Regions from separate parts of the Rattus norvegicus genome. Here region 2 is linked to region 1. The links are chromatin contacts, called in public Hi-C maps. All regions are on one chromosome and are shown on one strand. Each heading gives the region's core, a stretch centred on a gene start, on an enhancer-like site or on the middle of the called end of the contact. The rest is flanking DNA. Distances are from core to core; before and after follow the strand shown. Region 1 has its middle 86 kb from the start of Dclk1. Region 2 overlaps Dclk1 (doublecortin-like kinase 1).

Region 1 (3,455 bases), core at 699-3,198:
ACACACACATACATACACACACACCACATCACACCACACACACCACACTACACCATACACACACAGACGCCACACACACATACTGCACACACTCCACTCCACACACACATACCATTCACACACATACAAACCATATACCTCACCACACATGACACACAACACACACAGACCACACATACACACACCATACAACATACCATACATACCACACCATACACACACAACACACACACACCTCACACATACAACACAGACACACTACACACAACACATCACACCACACCATACCACACCACACTATACTCACCACACACATACTACACACTACACATACCACTCACACCTACATAAACACACAGCACACATACACCTCTCTCTCACACACACCTCTCTCTCTCTCTCTTCCTCTCTCTCTCTCTCTCTCTCACACACACACACACACATACACCATATACACACATAGACATACACACACACCACATACACACACACCTCACACCACACCACACCATACACACACACACCACATCACACCACACCATACACACACAGATGCCACACACACACACTACACATCACACACATGCCATTCACACACACCATAACACACATACAAACCATATACCACACCACACATAAACACACATACCACATACACACCACACACCACACTGATACCACACCACACACACATACACACACACACACACACACACACACACACACACACACACTGAACCACTGTCCACCTTATTTTTTGAGGCAAGATCTTTTGTTGAACCTGGAGCTCACTGAATGGGCTGGACAGACTGGACAGCACTTCAGAGCTCTGCCTCTGCCTCCCCAGTGCTGGGACTCCAGGAGCGTGAGGCTATGCTGACCTTACTATACACCAGTCCTAAGGATTTCTTCAGGACCTCCTGTTTGTATAGCAAGCTCTCGACCAACTATGCCATCCCCCCAAGCCCAGAAATGAAAAATTGTAATTTTTTAAGTTGAAAGTTTTGTTAGGAAGAATTATTATAAAATGTGTTACCATTTGCACAAGTTTATCATCAAAGAAATGGGAAGATAAAAATGCAATGATGGTGTATTTTATGAAAATAGCACTTTATAAAGCTTTTGTGTAAGTACATAATGAATTGTAGACACATTGCATAACCGATTATAAAGAGAAAAGTTCATAATAGCTAATTTACAACACCATATTGTACAAGAACACCGAGTGTTAGCACAGAATAGAGGCTAAGCGTGGGACGAAGCGGGAGAGCGATAGATACCCTATCTGTTTTGTTTTAAAGAACGAGGAGCCTGCATGTGCCACATTTTACTTGAAAGATGTTTGTAATGGTCACATCGTGAATTATGGTTCCCTCTGATATAGCCTCTCAAGTCACAAAGAGGGAAAACTTTTTAACTTTACAAAACAGTATTTCTCTTCCCTAAGTAGAAGTGGATGCGAGCGACAGGGTCTGGAGAGATGGCTCAGCAGTTAACTGTACCTGCAGGGGACTAGAGTTCAATTCCCAGCGCCCATGTCAGGCAACTGCCTCGAACTCCAGCTCCACAGACACACATGCACACCAATAAAGTGTAAACAGATCTTTAAAACATGAGCAATAAAACTTTTATGTCTACTGTACCAGGAAAGGTGAAAATTGCCCATAAATATTTGAGAAGAAAATTAAAGGATTTTACCATAATCAACGAGTTCAGTAAATGGACTGAATTTCTTGGCTTCCATTTTTATGCTGGTTTGTGTTTATTTTTTACAATGATCTCTAAGGAATTAAAGGATCCTCCTCAGCTTCCAGTGATGTCTGAGGGCTATCCTCCATTTGGTCTGCAGAGGGCGCTCTTGTAAAGAAAATATCCTTGCTAAGGCCCCCTGATAAGAATCTAGGCCAGCTTCCTGCTGTCTTTGTTGCCATGGAGACCACACTCCAGTGAGGGGCAATGGGTTCCGTGGTCCCGATTTAGAAATGTGTAACCAGCAGATGCCTTTACTGCCTTTGTTTCAATCTTTGCCCTTGCAGAGCGACTCAGACCGGAAGCAGAGCCGAGAAGTCCATGTTTGTCTGCATGGTTTTGTTTCCTCGGTACACATCTGTCCCCTGAGACGAATGTGCTGCCATAATGAGCCAGTGGAAAAGGCGTGAATTCATAGCTAGAAAAAGAAACGTGCTCTCCTCCAGCCAAAGAAACAATTCAAATTATTTTAAAGAAAAAGCAAGTGTTCTTATTAGACGCTTGCTTTTACTGCTAATGTAAAGTATATGTGATAACTACTTATAGTAACTGTTTGATCAACTGAAATGTCTGAGACATACATGCCAGGGTGTGGGTTTCTGTGGGTTTAAAAGGACTTATTTTGCTGTAGATTGGCAGTTAAGAGCCTGCATTTGAATTCCGACTGACCTGAATTCAAATTCCTTCTTGTCTTCTATTCTATCCTACTCTGTCTTCTTTATCTACACATTGGGGTTTATATGACCGCAGTGTAATTTAGTGCTCTCAACGGTGTGGCTAACACAATCAACTTCTATAGAGAAAACGTTGATCTGGGTTTACAGCTTGGGAGGATTCAGGACATAGGTGGTTGCTTTGGGGTCTTTGAAGCTGTGTGTCAGCCCCAGTGGGACCATGGGAAAGCAAAGCTGTGGCTAAGGAGCCAGAGAGATGGGAGGAGCTGAGGTCGCACCATGCCCTGAGTAACCTAAGGACCTGCCACCAGGCGGGTGTCTGATGGCATCTGTACTAACTCCCAATACACCATGCTGGGAGGCTTTGCTGGCCAGTTGTATGTCAACCTCACACAAGTCGTTGGAGAAGAGGGAACCCCAGGCAAACCTGTAGGGCATTTTCTTACTTGGTGATTGATGTGGGAAGGCACAGTCCACTGTAATGGTGGCATCCCTGAGCCAGTGGTCCTGGGTTCTATGAAAAGCAGGCTGAGCGAACCACCAGGAGCAAGCCAGTTAGTAGCTCCCTCCATGCCTCTGCCTCAGCTCCTGCCCTGCTCGAGTTCCTGCCCTCACTGTTTTTGATGATGAGCTGTCATACAGAACTGTGAATGAGATACCAAGCCCCCAAGTTGCTTTTGGTCATGGCGTTTCATCACAGCGATAGTGACCAGAAGCTCTTGATGCTACAGCATGCGTGCTCACACACGCGCTCACACACACACAAACACACACACACACACACTTAATTATCAGGTACAGTGTGTTAAAAGCAATGCAGAAACTGATAAGACTATTTAATTAACGCCTCCAAATTTCTTACAGCAAGTGAGCTTAGAACTTAGATTTGCTTTCTGTTGCTATGGTGAAACACTGGCCAAAGCCATTTTGGAGAGGAAAGAGCTTATTGAATCTTACAGATCGTAGTCTGTCACCGAGGGAAGCTGAAGGTAGAACTGAAGCAAAGACTATGGCTGAAAGCCGTTCAACTGG
Region 2 (3,455 bases), core at 432-2,931, 110 kb after region 1:
GGCATGTGTGACCAAACCTAGCTTTTATGTAGGTGCTGAGGATCCAAGCCCTTTACTTACTGAGCCATGTCCCCACCCACCAGAATTTCCTTTACTATCCTAGTTTTGCATCTTGATGATACAGTCTAAAACCAAAGCAAACTGAACTGGAAGAAGTAGATATTATCACCTCAGTACAAAAACAATCATGAAGAAAACAGAGCTTAGAAAATAGCTAGTGGCTGGCACTGGCTCAGTTGGTAAAGTGTTGACCTAGCATTCATGAAGTCAAGAGTTCTGGTCCAGTGCTGAATAAAACTGGGGGTTCTTGGCACAAGCCAGTAACGACAGCACTTGGTTGGTAGAAAAACAAGATGACCGGATGTTGAAAGTCATCTTTGACTACATAGGGAGTTCAAGGCCAGCCTGGGCTATTTGACCTTGTCTAAACAAAACAAAGCCAAGGAAAGCCCTAAAGCCCTGGTGTCTTTCTTCTCTTTATACTCATTTGCTTTGCTGTTTATAATTTCCTTGTCTGGGTTCTCCATGCCAACAAATGAGGGCCCTTCCCAGGCCTACTTGCTGTACAGGTAGTCTGGATGGAAGCAGAAATCAGGCAGAAGAAGCTACTGGGAAACATGGGGTAGCATAAATTTTACTGATTCTTCGGGCTAGAAACTTAATTATAAATAAAAGTGATTTTTCACCCATTCACCCCAAAATGATTTTTTTTCCTTTTTTTTTCTTTCTCTCTCTCTCCTTTTTTCCCTTTTCTGGACATATTTAAAACACAGATTTCTGGTCATTAATGTAGAAATTGCTGTCTGGTGGCAGGGTGCAGAAATGCCCACTACAGGCAGCTGACTGAGCAGTCAGAATGCATGTGTGCCAAGCAGAGCACACACCTTCAATGCCAGCATCAGGGAGGCAGAGGCAGGGAGATCTCTGGGGGTTGAAGGCCAGCCTGGTCTACTTTGTGAGTTCTAGAACAGCCAGAGAAATATAGTGAGACTCTGTCTCAAAAATAAAATAAAATAAATAAAATATCTTAGCTCCTACTTCACAAATGAAAGGTGATGAGGCCACTGTAGAGAATCACAGGTTCAGCCTTGCATGAGGGGCCTTTTAAAATCCCAGTGCCTTGTTTAAAACCTCCAGTCACCATAAGGAGTAACTCCTCCAATCCATAGGTCAAGAAACTGGGTACCTAGAATTTAAATGACTTGCCCAAGGTTATAAAATAATATACATGTATAAAACTCAAGCTCTCAAGTGAATTCTGACTCGCAAAGCCCCCAGACTTCACTGCACTCTGAGTTAGGGAGAGACTAATCAAGAGCCACTGTGGGCCAGGTCCCATGCCATAGAACTAGACACATTCCTTCATGGAGTTGACATTCAATCATCAAAGACGGGCATTCAAGAAATAAATATGCACACAATTAGCTCATTGCAATTACATTGGTAATCTTGTAGCCTCTGGCTCATGCAAGCCGCTGAGGTCAAATGGCAGAGGTCTGACTTAATTGCACCTCAAATTCCAAATCTCTGCAAACAGCCTAAACACTCTCTTCTGCATAGCTGCCTCCATGAACTGCAGCAATTTTCTGTCATCCGCAGTCATTACTCCATTACTGCTGTATCCTGCTTCATGTAGCAGAGCCTCCTGGGAACGGGCTCACAAGTGGGGCTTTGTTAGTAACTTCTCTATGCTCCAAGCCCCAGTGATTAGACAATAAGGCTTCATTTCCCTCCACTGCACAGTCTTGAGGCATCCATTGTTTATCTGTTCCATACCAGACCGTTATCTAGCTCTGCAAATACCTCCTATGATTAGACATCAGTGTGCTCTTATTTTGAGATTATAAATTTGCAGGGTATTTTTAAACACCCTGCTCGTCGGAACATACTTTAACTTAAATGAAACATAAAGTAAATATATATATACGCTCTCCTCTTTTTCTCCCCTGGATTTAAAGAAGTATATAAAGAAACTTGCAGCCAGTCATAATAGTTTTTTTATATGTAAACAAGAAACTAATAGATTCACTTGCTATTGTATGTTTGTGAGTTGGTATATTTTTGAGGGATAAGTCTATCACAGAATACATATAAAACCAGAGCACATTTGGCAGGATTACCCATGAGATCCTTCTTGATTTGAAATGCTATTCAACTTTCCATGGGAATCGGAACACATAATGCTCACCCACTCGGAGTTTAGTCTGCAGGGCCTGCTCTGATGCTGTCTCATTTCGGAAACTTGAACAAGCCCTTTAATTTCTCCAAGCCTCCTTCGCAGGGATTTTATGGAGACAAAGAGATACAGAACAATCAGGTTCTTTGCTTTTTATTTCCCTTTTAGATGTAGCCAAAAAATTAAAACCACCTCACAGTACCATCCTACACGGGAAAAAGTCATATTTTTAATCTTTTATTGATGGTGCTTTCAAATTTCTACTATTCACCCAGATACTTTCTTTTTCTGTTTTGCAACAAAACATAGATCTATGAGATTATTTTGGGGAAAGTGTCACAGTAAAGTTAGTATAAAAACTTGAATCTATTTACTCCCTACAAGAAAGCTTAGCAAATACAAATGCCTCACTCCACACTCTGCTTTACTCTTTCCTTGAGAGATCTCCAAATCCTCCTGGATTGTTACATTGGTAACAAGTCCTTCACTGGTTAGATGTTTGATTAAGAGTTTTTAGTTAGCACAGGGATATATATATATATATATATATATATATATATATATATATATATACATACATACATATATATATGTATATATGTATATATTACAGATATCATTTTATGTAGTATAATTGGGTGTACAGAATTCTGGACCTATTTTACTTTTAAGTCTCACAGCACAAATATTAAAATGTAGCATAGTTTTAAAGCTCTGCACTGATTATGCAAATGACAGATTTAAGTGTTGCTAAGGTCGAGGTATTTGAGGGAGAAAGCATGGTCCCCCCTATTGCAGTGTGTCCTGTCACACTCTAGGTGAGAACTGCCCAGGAAGAACACAACTTACAGATTTATTTTTTTCATCAACTTTAATATTTTCCTCCAAGTCCTTCATGGGTTATCAGACCCGGTACATAATAATCAAATGGATGGGTGACAGACGGGTGACAGAGTGGGCGAGACAAGCGTGAGAATGTGCAGTGCTTCATTAAAGAATGAAGGGCAGAGGGGCTCAGACCATTTCTCAACCCTCAGTCATGTAGAAATACCACCTTTGCTCCAGTACAAACCTGTCTGAGGGCAGAGCAGGTACAGTAATTCCCCAGCCTCACTCCTGCATCAAGAGTAGTATGCATATACGCTAAAAGACAGATTATGAGTAAAGGGACTATTTTAAAATCAAAAGCTATGAAATCTATTTCTTGGACATGATAGGGCCATTGCACACATGCGCACACAGTGGCTGGGACTCCATGCACAAGATCTGCACCCGACCA

What was found. Hi-C and Micro-C count contacts between places; a contact is called where the count stands out from the background.
Region 2: a Hi-C map of Schwann cells shows a contact between it and region 1, with 2.9 times the contacts expected there. The contact joins two enhancer-like sites. A contact is called at or near these places in 2 of 12 Hi-C or Micro-C datasets (the A7r5 cell line and Schwann cells).

The regions. Positions count from the first base shown.
Region 1 is chr2:141,695,268-141,698,722 of GRCr8, forward strand. It overlaps a transcript of Dclk1 not described here. Among named protein-coding and RNA genes, the nearest start is that of Dclk1, 86 kb to the right of the region's middle. Within about 2 kb of position 1,949, at least 40 of the 93 cell types and tissues checked have an H3K27ac peak or open chromatin away from gene starts, as enhancers often do. A contact at or near this core is called in Schwann cells, where this site is marked.
Region 2 is chr2:141,810,155-141,813,609 of GRCr8, forward strand. The region is part of intron 7 of Dclk1 (doublecortin-like kinase 1); the gene reads left to right. Among named protein-coding and RNA genes, the nearest start is that of Dclk1, 29 kb to the left of the region's middle. Within about 2 kb of position 1,682, at least 40 of the 93 cell types and tissues checked have an H3K27ac peak or open chromatin away from gene starts, as enhancers often do. A contact at or near this core is called in Schwann cells, where this site is marked.